Linked DNA regions of Sus scrofa: regions 2 and 3 are each linked to region 1. A link is a contact called in public Hi-C and promoter capture Hi-C data. All regions are on one chromosome and are shown on one strand. The core of a region is the stretch at or near the end of the contact, and the rest is flanking DNA. Distances in the headings are between cores, read along the strand shown. Region 1 holds the start of WAS (wiskott-Aldrich syndrome protein). Region 2 holds the start of TFE3 (transcription factor E3). Region 3 holds the start of PLP2 (proteolipid protein 2).

What was found. Promoter capture Hi-C pulls out the DNA fragments that hold promoters and counts their contacts. Hi-C and Micro-C count contacts between places; a contact is called where the count stands out from the background.
Region 2: a contact with region 1 is called in a Hi-C map of skeletal muscle, with 10 times the contacts expected there. The contact joins the promoter of TFE3 here to the promoter of WAS in region 1. A contact is called at or near these places in 2 of 5 promoter capture datasets (fetal liver and liver), 2 of 47 Hi-C or Micro-C datasets (heart right ventricle and skeletal muscle) and 1 of 2 datasets of contacts at active chromatin or transcription factors (alveolar macrophages).
Region 3: a contact with region 1 is called in a promoter capture Hi-C map of fetal liver, with 2.3 times the contacts expected there. The contact joins the promoter of PLP2 here to the promoter of WAS in region 1. A contact is called at or near these places in 1 of 5 promoter capture datasets (fetal liver) and 1 of 2 datasets of contacts at active chromatin or transcription factors (alveolar macrophages).

Annotation. Positions count from the first base shown.
Region 1 is chrX:42,772,871-42,776,094 of Sscrofa11.1, forward strand. WAS (wiskott-Aldrich syndrome protein) reads left to right here and starts at 1,727. Exons shown (of 13, transcript XM_021080063.1): 1 at 1,727-1,945.
Region 2 is chrX:43,114,820-43,118,137 of Sscrofa11.1, forward strand. It overlaps TFE3 (transcription factor E3), which reads right to left and starts at 1,558. Exons shown (of 10, transcript XM_003135074.6): 1 at 1,139-1,558. The coding sequence starts at 1,254.
Region 3 is chrX:43,213,877-43,217,358 of Sscrofa11.1, forward strand. It overlaps PLP2 (proteolipid protein 2), which reads left to right and starts at 1,496. Exons shown (of 5, transcript NM_001244435.1): 1 at 1,496-1,757; 2 at 2,847-2,999; 3 at 3,094-3,189. The coding sequence starts at 1,662.

The DNA of each region.
Region 1 (3,224 bases), core at 477-2,976:
AATCAGTGCTACAGCTGCCGGCCTGCGCCACAGCCACAGCAATGCCAGATCCAAGCCGTGTCTGAAACCTACATCACAGCTCACGGCAATGCCAGATCCTTAACCCACTGAGCGAGGCCAGGGATTGAACCTGCGTCCTCATGGATACCAGTCAGATTTGTTCCTGCTGAGCCACGACAGGCTCTCCTATTTATTGGAGTTTTTTTTTTAAATCCTTTTATTTTATTCAAATAGACTCATCCTTTAATTCATAAGCTAAAGACCTTCCATTTCTGTCTTCTTTAATTGTATCACTTTGGGGTGTTTTTCTGTAAAAAGAAACTATATAGCGTATTGCATGTTGGTTCATACCATACTATAAGCATTAGGGCAAGATCTCAAAAACAATGCACCCCTCACCAACTGTGGACCCTGAGTGTAGATACAAAATTGAAGTATATGTTACAAATCCGGTCACCATCAGAAACATTTAGTGATGACCAAGTGCTCACACTTTAACTGACCTTTCGATTTTTTTCTACCCAGCACCTCAAGTGCCCATATGCACACTTGTAATAGAATCAGAGCTGATACAAAGGCCTGCTTGTGTTTTCAGCAGTGGAGGCAGTGCTGGGCATACACTTGGAGTTTCTGAGTGAATTAAGAGAAATTTGTCCCGTCTGGTGAAAGCGGGAGACTCAGGGCACAGGCTTCCTAAAATTGGGGGCACTGTGTTAAATGATCAACAGTCCCCTCCCTTTCAGCATGTGACTGACCCAGGCCAGTGAACTGGGGCCCCACCTATACCATCTATATCCCTGTGAATCATGTATGTATTTATATTTATATAATGCATATAATCTAGACTTATAGTTTAGTTTACATATATAATGTAAACATTGCAGACTTTAAAGTAGGTATCACTGTGATGTACATTAAATAACACCTAGCAATCATAGCAATCCTGTCGTGGTCTGACCAGGCCTAACCATCGCTTTGCACAACATTGAATACTGGGTAAAGTTTGTATTCTCTTAAATACATTTTGTCAAAGGCCTCGCTGTCAGGGCTTTGAACTCCTGTAATTTTGTACCAGTCTTTTCAGGAGTAAAATTAATAATTTTAGTACATCATATCTGAAGACCACAAGATGTTCACCGCAATTTTCAGTCCTGGCCCAACTGTGCTCATCCTATTGTGGCAAGATGTACTTTTATTTAAAGTAACTTCTGAGAGTTTTCCTAAAACTCAAAGAACGCCTTTTGTTTTGACTAGAGAATAATGAATGCAAGAACCCCTGGGCAGTGGCAAGAAAACCCTAGTGGGATAGTTACAGAGTTTACGATTGTATGGCTCAGTGCACTAGGCACCACGCCCTGGTGTGTGATCTTACTAACCCCCAGGAGTAAACATTAATTTTTACCCCTTCTACACGTAAACAATCTGAACCTCCGAGGCGGTATTCGAACCCATCACACGAAAGCCCCAAAGTGCAGCTTAAGAGGCCAGGCACAAGGGTCTGGCACCCACTGCGCATGCTCCGAACCCGTGACCAATGGAAGCCCGGAGCGCGGAAGCGGAGGCGGGGCTGTGTTATTCTCCGAACCCTTGCAGCTTCAAAGAAGAGCTGGGAGGAGAATTTGACTATCGACCAATCAGAGCCCTGGATCCTGCTCTCCCCACCCCTGAGCCAATTACCGGCTCCGCTGCTTAGCGAGCTACTTCGAAATTAAGGAATAGAGGGGACGGTGAGAGTGGTTTAAGATGGCGGGTGTAAGAGCTGCTGAGGGCGCGACCAGCGTGAGCACACCCCCCTGAAGCGGCTGGGAGTCGGGAGGACGGTACAGGAATCTTGGGACAAGCAGGATGGCGACAGTCCTTTCTCCATTAGGGAATGAGGCAGCCGTTTTTTTCCTCCACCACAAACAAAATTGTTTCTTACAAGATGGCCACCCTCTCCGCAGTGGTACGATCCTGGGCAGACTGTTCCATTTTGCGTCCCCCCCCAACCCCCACCCCCGGCCCTCAGTAGTCCGTTCCAGGCTGCAGGAATGGATTACTCCTGGGCTCCCTGTCAAGGGTGTGGGCGGTCCCTGGTACTCAGAGACCGGAAAGTGGAAACTCCTAGAGTCATACAAATTCGGGTGTGGACCCTTCTGGTGTCACACAGGCTGGGAAATAGACACTTGGGGGTCACAGATCGTGGTAGAGAGGTAGGGAGTACCCATTTAGGGAGCGTTGGTGGTGACTTTGAGGTTGTGGGCAGTGTAGGGACTACGAGGGCACCTTTGGCTTCCGCCTGGTCCAAGGTTAGCAGCACCAGCCTAGAAGGGAAGGAGAAGGCTGGCTGGCACGGTGTTTTCCCCTGCAGGTGGAAGGAGGAGGGCATAAAACGTGGTGGGTGGGACTTCGAGTTTGGCAGGGAGGTCTCTAGGAGTATGTCCTGGCTTTGGAGGAGTCTTGGATGGTCCCAGAGAATGGATCTCTGAGTTGGGCTTTGCAGCAAGGAAACATAGAGAAAGGGCAGTGGGAAGGTCTCTGACCATCCGCCAATGATGGTTGGACCTGAACGTCTAATGGAGGACAGTGAGGAGAGGATTGGGACAGGGGTGACAATGCTAGGCTGAGGGAGGGATAGTTCATTTATCTCCAAGTTACTGGGCTACTTCATGAAAACACACACCGATGACTAATTATAACGTGTTATGTCCTCATCATTCGACTTGAATGAGTTTATTCAGTCTTCACAACAGTCTTAACTGCTATTATTATCTCCACTTTATGGATGAGAGAACTGAGGCACCTAGAGGTTAACAACTGGTAAGTGCCAGAGCCAGAGCCAAAGCTGGAGGCTTCATAATGGGTTCTATCTACTGAGCAATTCCCCCCCCCCTTTTTTTCTTGCTCTTTAGGGCCACATTCGAGGCATATGGAAGTTCCCAAGCTAGGAGTCCAATTGGAGCTGTAGCTGCTGGCCTTTGCCACAGCCACAGCAATGTGCAATCTGAGCATCAGTTGCAACCTACACCACAGCTCAAGGCAACACTGGATCCTTAACCCACTGAGTGAGGCCAGGGATCCAACCTGCATCCTCATGGATACTACTTGGGTTCATGCCCGCTTCGCCACAATGGGAACCCCTCCACTGAGCAATTCTAATGTCCACAGGTGTCTCTGCTTTTCTGTGCATGCCCTTTCCTCGCTCCACCCCCACCAGGACTAGAAATCAGCCCATCTCCTGAGGG
Region 2 (3,318 bases), core at 308-2,807, 340 kb after region 1:
CTGCTGAGCTAGGCACAATCCCAGCCAGAAAGTAGGCAAAGCCCCCCTCCCATGCTCTCATCCTGGAAGCGGTGGGCACTAGACTGAGAGGGCTGGGGCTTACAGGCCTGTTGATAGAAGTGAGGCTGAGAGGTCAGAGAAGAACTACCCAGCCAGGGATGGTGCAATTGGTGCTCATTCCAGCTCTGGGGTCAGATTCAAGATTGTCTCCAGGGCCTGAGAGACAGACAAGGAGGGCGAGATAAAAAAAAAAAAAAGTACCTGTGTCTGAGTGTGTGTGTGTGTGTGTGTAGGGGGTGAAAAGGGCTGGCTGAGAGGCTAGGGCAGGTGGCCTCAGGAACAAGATCCTCCTCTGGGTTCCCCAATAAGGTCTGATGAGGCCTTCAATGAGTTAAGTGTTAGCACCACCTCCATTGCCTGTCTGTCTGACTGACTCCCATTCAAGCCCCTGTTGAGGGTGTGAGAAGAGGACTTTCCCACTATCCCTTGGATCTGACCCAGCTGGACGGGTGGGCAAGTGGAGGGATTATTCTGATCAAGTCTTGATGAATGTTGCTTTTCTTGTGCACTCGCACACACTCCCAAGGCTGGTCCCACGCAGCATATCTGAGATAGCCCCAAATCCCTTCAGAGTCAAGTTTCCCCAAACACAGCCTCCAGCAACCAGCCACTGGGAGTCACCAAGCTCCTGAGACAGCACCTCTGACTCCTAGGACCCTCTCTCTGAGGGGAAAAGAAGCCTTAAAATCAGTACCTCACTTACAGAGTGGCCCCTTAAATTCATTCTCCTCATACCTGACTCAAGAATCCCAAATTCAACCTCTAATCAGAGTCTCAGTCCCTGAAGTTCAGCGACGTTAGACCAGTTTGTGGACACAACAGAATCAGTCCCTCTAGACCCAGTCAAGGGCCCCCCAAATCTGAACAAGGCCTCTCTTAATGTACTTCCACGACTCCTTTAAGCCTCAGTCCAAGCAGGCCACCGCCAGATTCCTTAGGTGCCCCCCCCAAGTCGGGCGCCCCGACGTCCTCCAAGCCTAGGCCAAGGGCCTCCGATCACAGTCCTGGGCCCCCGCTGCCCCCAGATCAGGCCCCCGGGAACCCCAGTCAGCACTACCGGTCCCAGGCGGCCCCGCACCTGAGCAGCTGGGCCGAGTCGGCCGGCCTGCGCTCCTCCAACAGCACGAACACGGCTCGAGGGCCCTCCGCGCTGGCCTCTACGCCGTCCCGAGCTGGCTCGGCCGCATGAGACATGACGCCCGGCCCCGGGCGAGCCCTGCCAGGCCGGTCGGGCCTCGGCCCGGTCCCCCCAACAAAATAAGAGTCCCCCTCCCCCGCTCGCCACCGCCTCCTCCGCTAAGCCATGGAGCGAGCTCTGCGCCGGCGGGCGGCGTCGGGGAGATGGGATGGGCCGTGAGTCATCCCCCGCCCTAAACGGACCGACACCCCCCCCAACCTAACCCCGGACGACCGCCTTCCTCCCCCTCGTCCTCTTCCCCCTCCTCCCTGGGCTGGGGAAACTCCACAGGAAGTGACCGCATGATGGATAGACAGCTCGCCGGGCCACGCCCTCTGGGTGAGACGACCAATCGTCGAGGGATGTTTCAAGGGCCCGCCCTAAGCTACGCCTCCGAAGCCAAAAGAAGACTAGATTCGGCAGGCCCTTTTTCCGAGAAGGGGGCACCTAGGCCACGCCCTCAGAGAGAGGCAAATCAATGAGAGGTAATTTGATTGAGTCACGCCTCTTCTTCTCAAATTATCCCTCCGCAAGATAGTAAGCCGCTCCTTAGGGCCTCTGCGCCTGCGTACTGAAGCCCGGTCGGCGCGCGGAGGCTCTCCAGGCTACGCTTCTAGCTGCGGAATCGCGCCCTCTCTCGGCCAGCATTCGTAATATCCACTCTCCAGACCGCGCTCCAACCTTGATCTAGCGGTGCCTGCTAAGCCAAAGCCTAAGCCTTGAGGCCTAGGCAGCTACGTTCCCTTGAATTGCGCACCAGAAACCCTGCCCTCTCGGTACCTACAGTCCAGCGATCCAGCTGGTCTTCCAGGAAGCGCTCCGTCTGCTCTTTGTTGTTCAGAGCGGTTGTTGTACTAGGTCGTTGTGCTACACTGTAGGTGCTTAGTAAAATCCTTGACGGATGGCTGAATGAGTGGAAAGATGGACATTAGATCCGCTCCCTTCGGTGGATGACTTCTGTTGTTATACAGAACTGGGTTTGGATATGGACAAGGGACTTACCCTCTCGGAGCCTCAGCTTTCTTGGCCGTCAAATGGGGGTCTTAATACCTGTCTGGCGACATTTTTATAGGGAGTAGAAGTAATTTATGAATAGTGCTAGCAGATTTTTTGGTATACAATAACCTCTCCAAAAATTCATTGATTCAGGAGTTCCCATCGTGGCGCAGCGGAAACGAATCCAACTAGGAACCACGAGGTTTCGGGTTTGATCCCTGGCCTCGCTCAGTGGGTTAAGGATCCGGTGTTGCGGTGAGCGTGGTGTGGGTCGCTGACGCCCCCCGGATCTGGCGTTGCTGTGGTTGTGGCGGAGGCCGGCAGCTGTAGCTCCAATTAGACCCCTAGCCTGGGAACCTCCATATGCCTCGGGTGCGGCCCTAAAAAGACAAAAATAAAAAAATTGATTCACTCATTTGTGCACTGGTACAGCAAACATTGATTGAGCTCCTCTGTGTGCTAAATGTATGCAAGTTGGCTTGCACACAGCGGAGGGTCCCACTCACACCTTCAGGTGCACAGTCAACTCACAAAACACCAGGACCAACAACCTTCCCTAAATTCTTCCCAGCATCCCAAGACCATGCCCATCAGTTGCACCACTGGGAACTTCACTGAACTTCCATTTGCCTTGTACCTTTCTGTATTGGCACCCTTATTTCCCTTATTATCAAGTCGACTTGGTAAACACGAACGTCCCCATACACACACACACACACACACACACACACACACACATATCATCATCATCCACATAACAAAGGTGACAATTCTTCCCCAAACTAATCTTTCACAAAATCAATATGGTACCAATACAAATTCCAAAACGGGGAGTTCCCACTGTGACACAGTGGGTTAAAGATGCCACGCAGCGATTCAGGTTGCTGTGGAAGTGCTGGTTGGATCCGCAGCCCTGCACAGTGGATTAAGGTTCCAGTGTTGCCACCGCTGTGGTGTAGGTGGCAGCTGTGGTTCGTATTTGATCCCTAGCCTGGGAACTTCCATATGCTGTGGGTGCATTCATAAAAAAAATTTTTTTGGAGTTCCCCTTGTGGCTTAGCAGTAACCAACCTGACTAGTATTCA
Region 3 (3,482 bases), core at 246-2,745, 440 kb after region 1:
CAGCCATAGCTCTGATTGGACCCCTAGCCTGGGACCTCCATATGCTGTGGGTGCGGCCCTAAAAAGACCAAAAAAAAAAAAAAAAAAAGAAGAAGAAGCTAGGTGTCTGAAGGGCTGGGAAAAGGATATTGACAGCTGTGGGGACAGCAAGTTCAAAGGCCCTGATGCAGAGCAGGGTTTGTTCTGTTCTAGAAACTCAGGCACGTCCTCAAAGAGTTGGAAAGCACACAGTTGGCTCTGGGAAGTGTGCTTCATGCCTTCCACTATCCAATCACTCTTCAGGCAACCTGGGCTGAAAGAGGGGAGCCCCTTCTGTGGTTGTGTGGGACTCCGGGTTGGGGACGGAAAGCAGACCGGCCTTGGTTGAACCATCCTGGCCTTCCAATGAGATGAGAATGAAAGCAACACCCACTCTGGAGGGTGTGCCCCTCAGCACATCTTGGGGGAGATCCTGATGCCCGTGACCAGGTGCATGTCGCAGATGCAGAAATTGAGGCTGAGTCAGGAGAAATTACTCGCTCAGGATAACACGCTCTTCAAATGTCATCAGCCTGTTCACCGAGCCTGGCACCCAAGAGCCTTGCCCTCATCTTGCCAAGCTCCCAGCAATAAATAAGCCTGTCCTCCTTCCCCATTCTTCATCTGGGACTGGGCTGACAGACCCTTTACTTAGAAGCAGGAAACAGAAGCTCAGCACTTAGGGCCAAGACCTCCCCAGAATTGCAGAACAGAGAATCATATCTTGGGCTCTGACACTATTAAAAAAGTCCACCCTCATCTACTCAGCAGCGTGATGCTCCACAGGCTCTGTTCTCTCTCTGTCTCGGGTCTGTGCACTGGCGAGGTCCCATTCCCATTGCTACTAAGAGGTTTATTCCACCGTCTATGACCTTTTGTCCACAATTCCAAAATCCAAAAAAACTCCAGAGACCCACAGTTTTCCCACAAAGTTGGGCACCATTTGGTTCATTTGGTTACAAAACTTGACTTAACCAGGAGTGATTTTTGGTCCTGGCTTATCCCACTTGCTGTGAACGGCCACACCATTCCATGAGGAAATAACGTGTTTGTTTGTTAGTTTTTAACCGGGCAGTCTCAGACACCGCTGAGAAAAGTCATATATCTTATATGCACTGGGAAAACTCTCTAAACCCCGAAATATGCTGAATTCTGAAAACGGACCTGAATTTAACCCTGGCTTTGGCCCTTTTTCCAGCTAAGGAAACTGAGGCACTCCCTCCCCAAAGCCAAAACATTTCTGAGTTGAGGCAGCCCCAGGCACATTTGTATTCTAAAAACGGGAAGGGTCGTCTCCTTTCAACACACGTTACGAGGAACTGCCGAGCCTCAGAAGCTGGTAGTTCCCCCCCCCCGCCGCCCGAGATGGGGCGCCCCGGGGCGGGGTGGGGGGCGCTGTGCGCTGTGCGCTGGGCAAGGAGAATCCTTGGCGGGCGGGGCGAGGGGCTTCCGGGGCGGCAGCCACCTGGCCCAGCCCGCTCCGGCCCCGCCCGCTTCTGCTCCGCGCGGTGATTCACTCCCTCCTTCGCCCCGGGGCCCCCTTCCCGGCCAGACGGCGGGGAAGACGGTTGGGTGTGCAGCGTCCTCGAACCCGCAAGCAAGCGAGCAGCTCCTCGGCGCCCTTCGGGACTCAGGTCCACGCCATGGCGGATTCCGAGCGCCTCTCGGCCCCGGGCTGCTGGGCCGCCTGCACCAACTTCTCGCGCACCCGAAAGGGATTTGTCCTGTTGGCTGAGATTGTAAGTGTCCTGGGACTGGCTGGTGGGCAAAGGCGGGTGGAGTGGCTGGATCACGCGGACTGGGGCAGCCCCGGGGGAGGCAGGCTCGCGGCCGCGGGTGATCGGCAGTGGGGCGCGGGGTGGGTGGGTCGGTGACGGAGGCCCGAAACCAGGGGCACATGCAGGGCGAGTCAGTGAGGTTTGGAGAAGGTGGTCGGCAGCTGCTGGCCCATGGAGTCAGGCACGAGGCCCACAGGGCATACGGGCGACCCCGCGGAAGGAGACCCCGTAGATTCATTAGTGGACTCATAGAAGGGGTTCCCGGGGCTGGGTGGTGGGGGATCCTCCCGTGGCAGGGCGTGGCGCGGCCTGGGCAGTGGCGGGCGGGCTGGCAGAGCGCCCAGGGGCGGGACCTGTTGGGGTGGGGCCCCCGCGCGCGCTTGTCCCGCGGGGCAGGGCCACCCGTCCTACCCCAGTTCTTCCTCGCTCCTCTGTGACGGGGCGGGAGGTCCTTAGCTATTGGGGCCGCTCGGGAGCCTCGGTTTCCCACCCCCGGCAAAGGGGGTGCCTCCTTTGAGTCGCTCGTAAAAGAGGTGCGGCGCCTTTAACAGAGCCCTGCCCCTCCGGTGTCACTCGCACCGATTCCCAAAGGGGTTGCCCGGGGAACCGCACGTCCCGCCCCGTCAAAGCCCTGAAGCTGGCGCCAGCAGCGCTCACAAAAACCACCTGAAGGCACCACTCCCCTTGGGCTATCCTAGAAGGGAAAAGAGGGGAAACTGAGGCACCCAACCCTACCCCTCCCTAGCTAGGTGACCCTGGATAAGTTACCTCGTGTCTCTCTGTTCCTCTCTTTTCTCATCTATGACATAAAGGTATTAATAATAGTACCTGGCTCATTAGGTTGTTGCGATGATTGAGGGAATTAATACCTGTACAGCTCTTAGAACAATATCCCAAACACAGTATGCACACATTAAGTGTTTAGCTATTGGTCATCTTCCCAGTCCTGGTGGGCATCTGAGTTTGAGACCCTCCCCACCCCCAATTTAAACCCACGCCCTCAGCCCTTGGAGTCGATCGATCGAAGCCCCCTTTCGCCTATCTTTCCAGGTAGTGTGCCTGGTGATTCTGATCTGCTTCAGTGCCGCGACGTCAGGATTCTCTTTCCTGTCGGTGATAGAGATGATCTTTGCTGCTGTCTTCTTTGTCATCTACATGTGTGACCTGCACACCAAGATACAAATCATCAACTGGCCTTGGAGTGTGAGAAAGGGGCCACAATGACCAGGCTAGGGAGGGGCTTGGGGAGGGGGGGGATTTTGAATGCTGACTTTCCTCTTCTCCCTGCCCTTCACAGGATTTCTTCCGAACCCTCATAGCAGCCATCCTCTACCTGATCACCTCCATCCTTGTGCTCGTGGAGGGAGGACACAGCTCCAAAATTGCCGCAGGGGTAAAGGCTGTGGCTCTGAAGCACTGGGAGAGGGGTTTGAGGCTCCCGGGGCCATTTGTGTCTCTGCTTCTGTCAGAAAGTGTGTGACCCACAGGAGGTCACACCTGTCCTCAGGGCCTCCTGCAGAAAAGGCTGACTCAGGTCCTGGTTTTCCTCCCCCAAGTGTCATTGGCAATAAAGGGCCACAATTTGTCCAACACAGGGACTTGTGTGGGAAGCACAATGAGACGGCCCCTTTGTCAATACACTAGACTACCATCTGCTAGAGCTTTGTCTCCGTGTACAGTATGAAT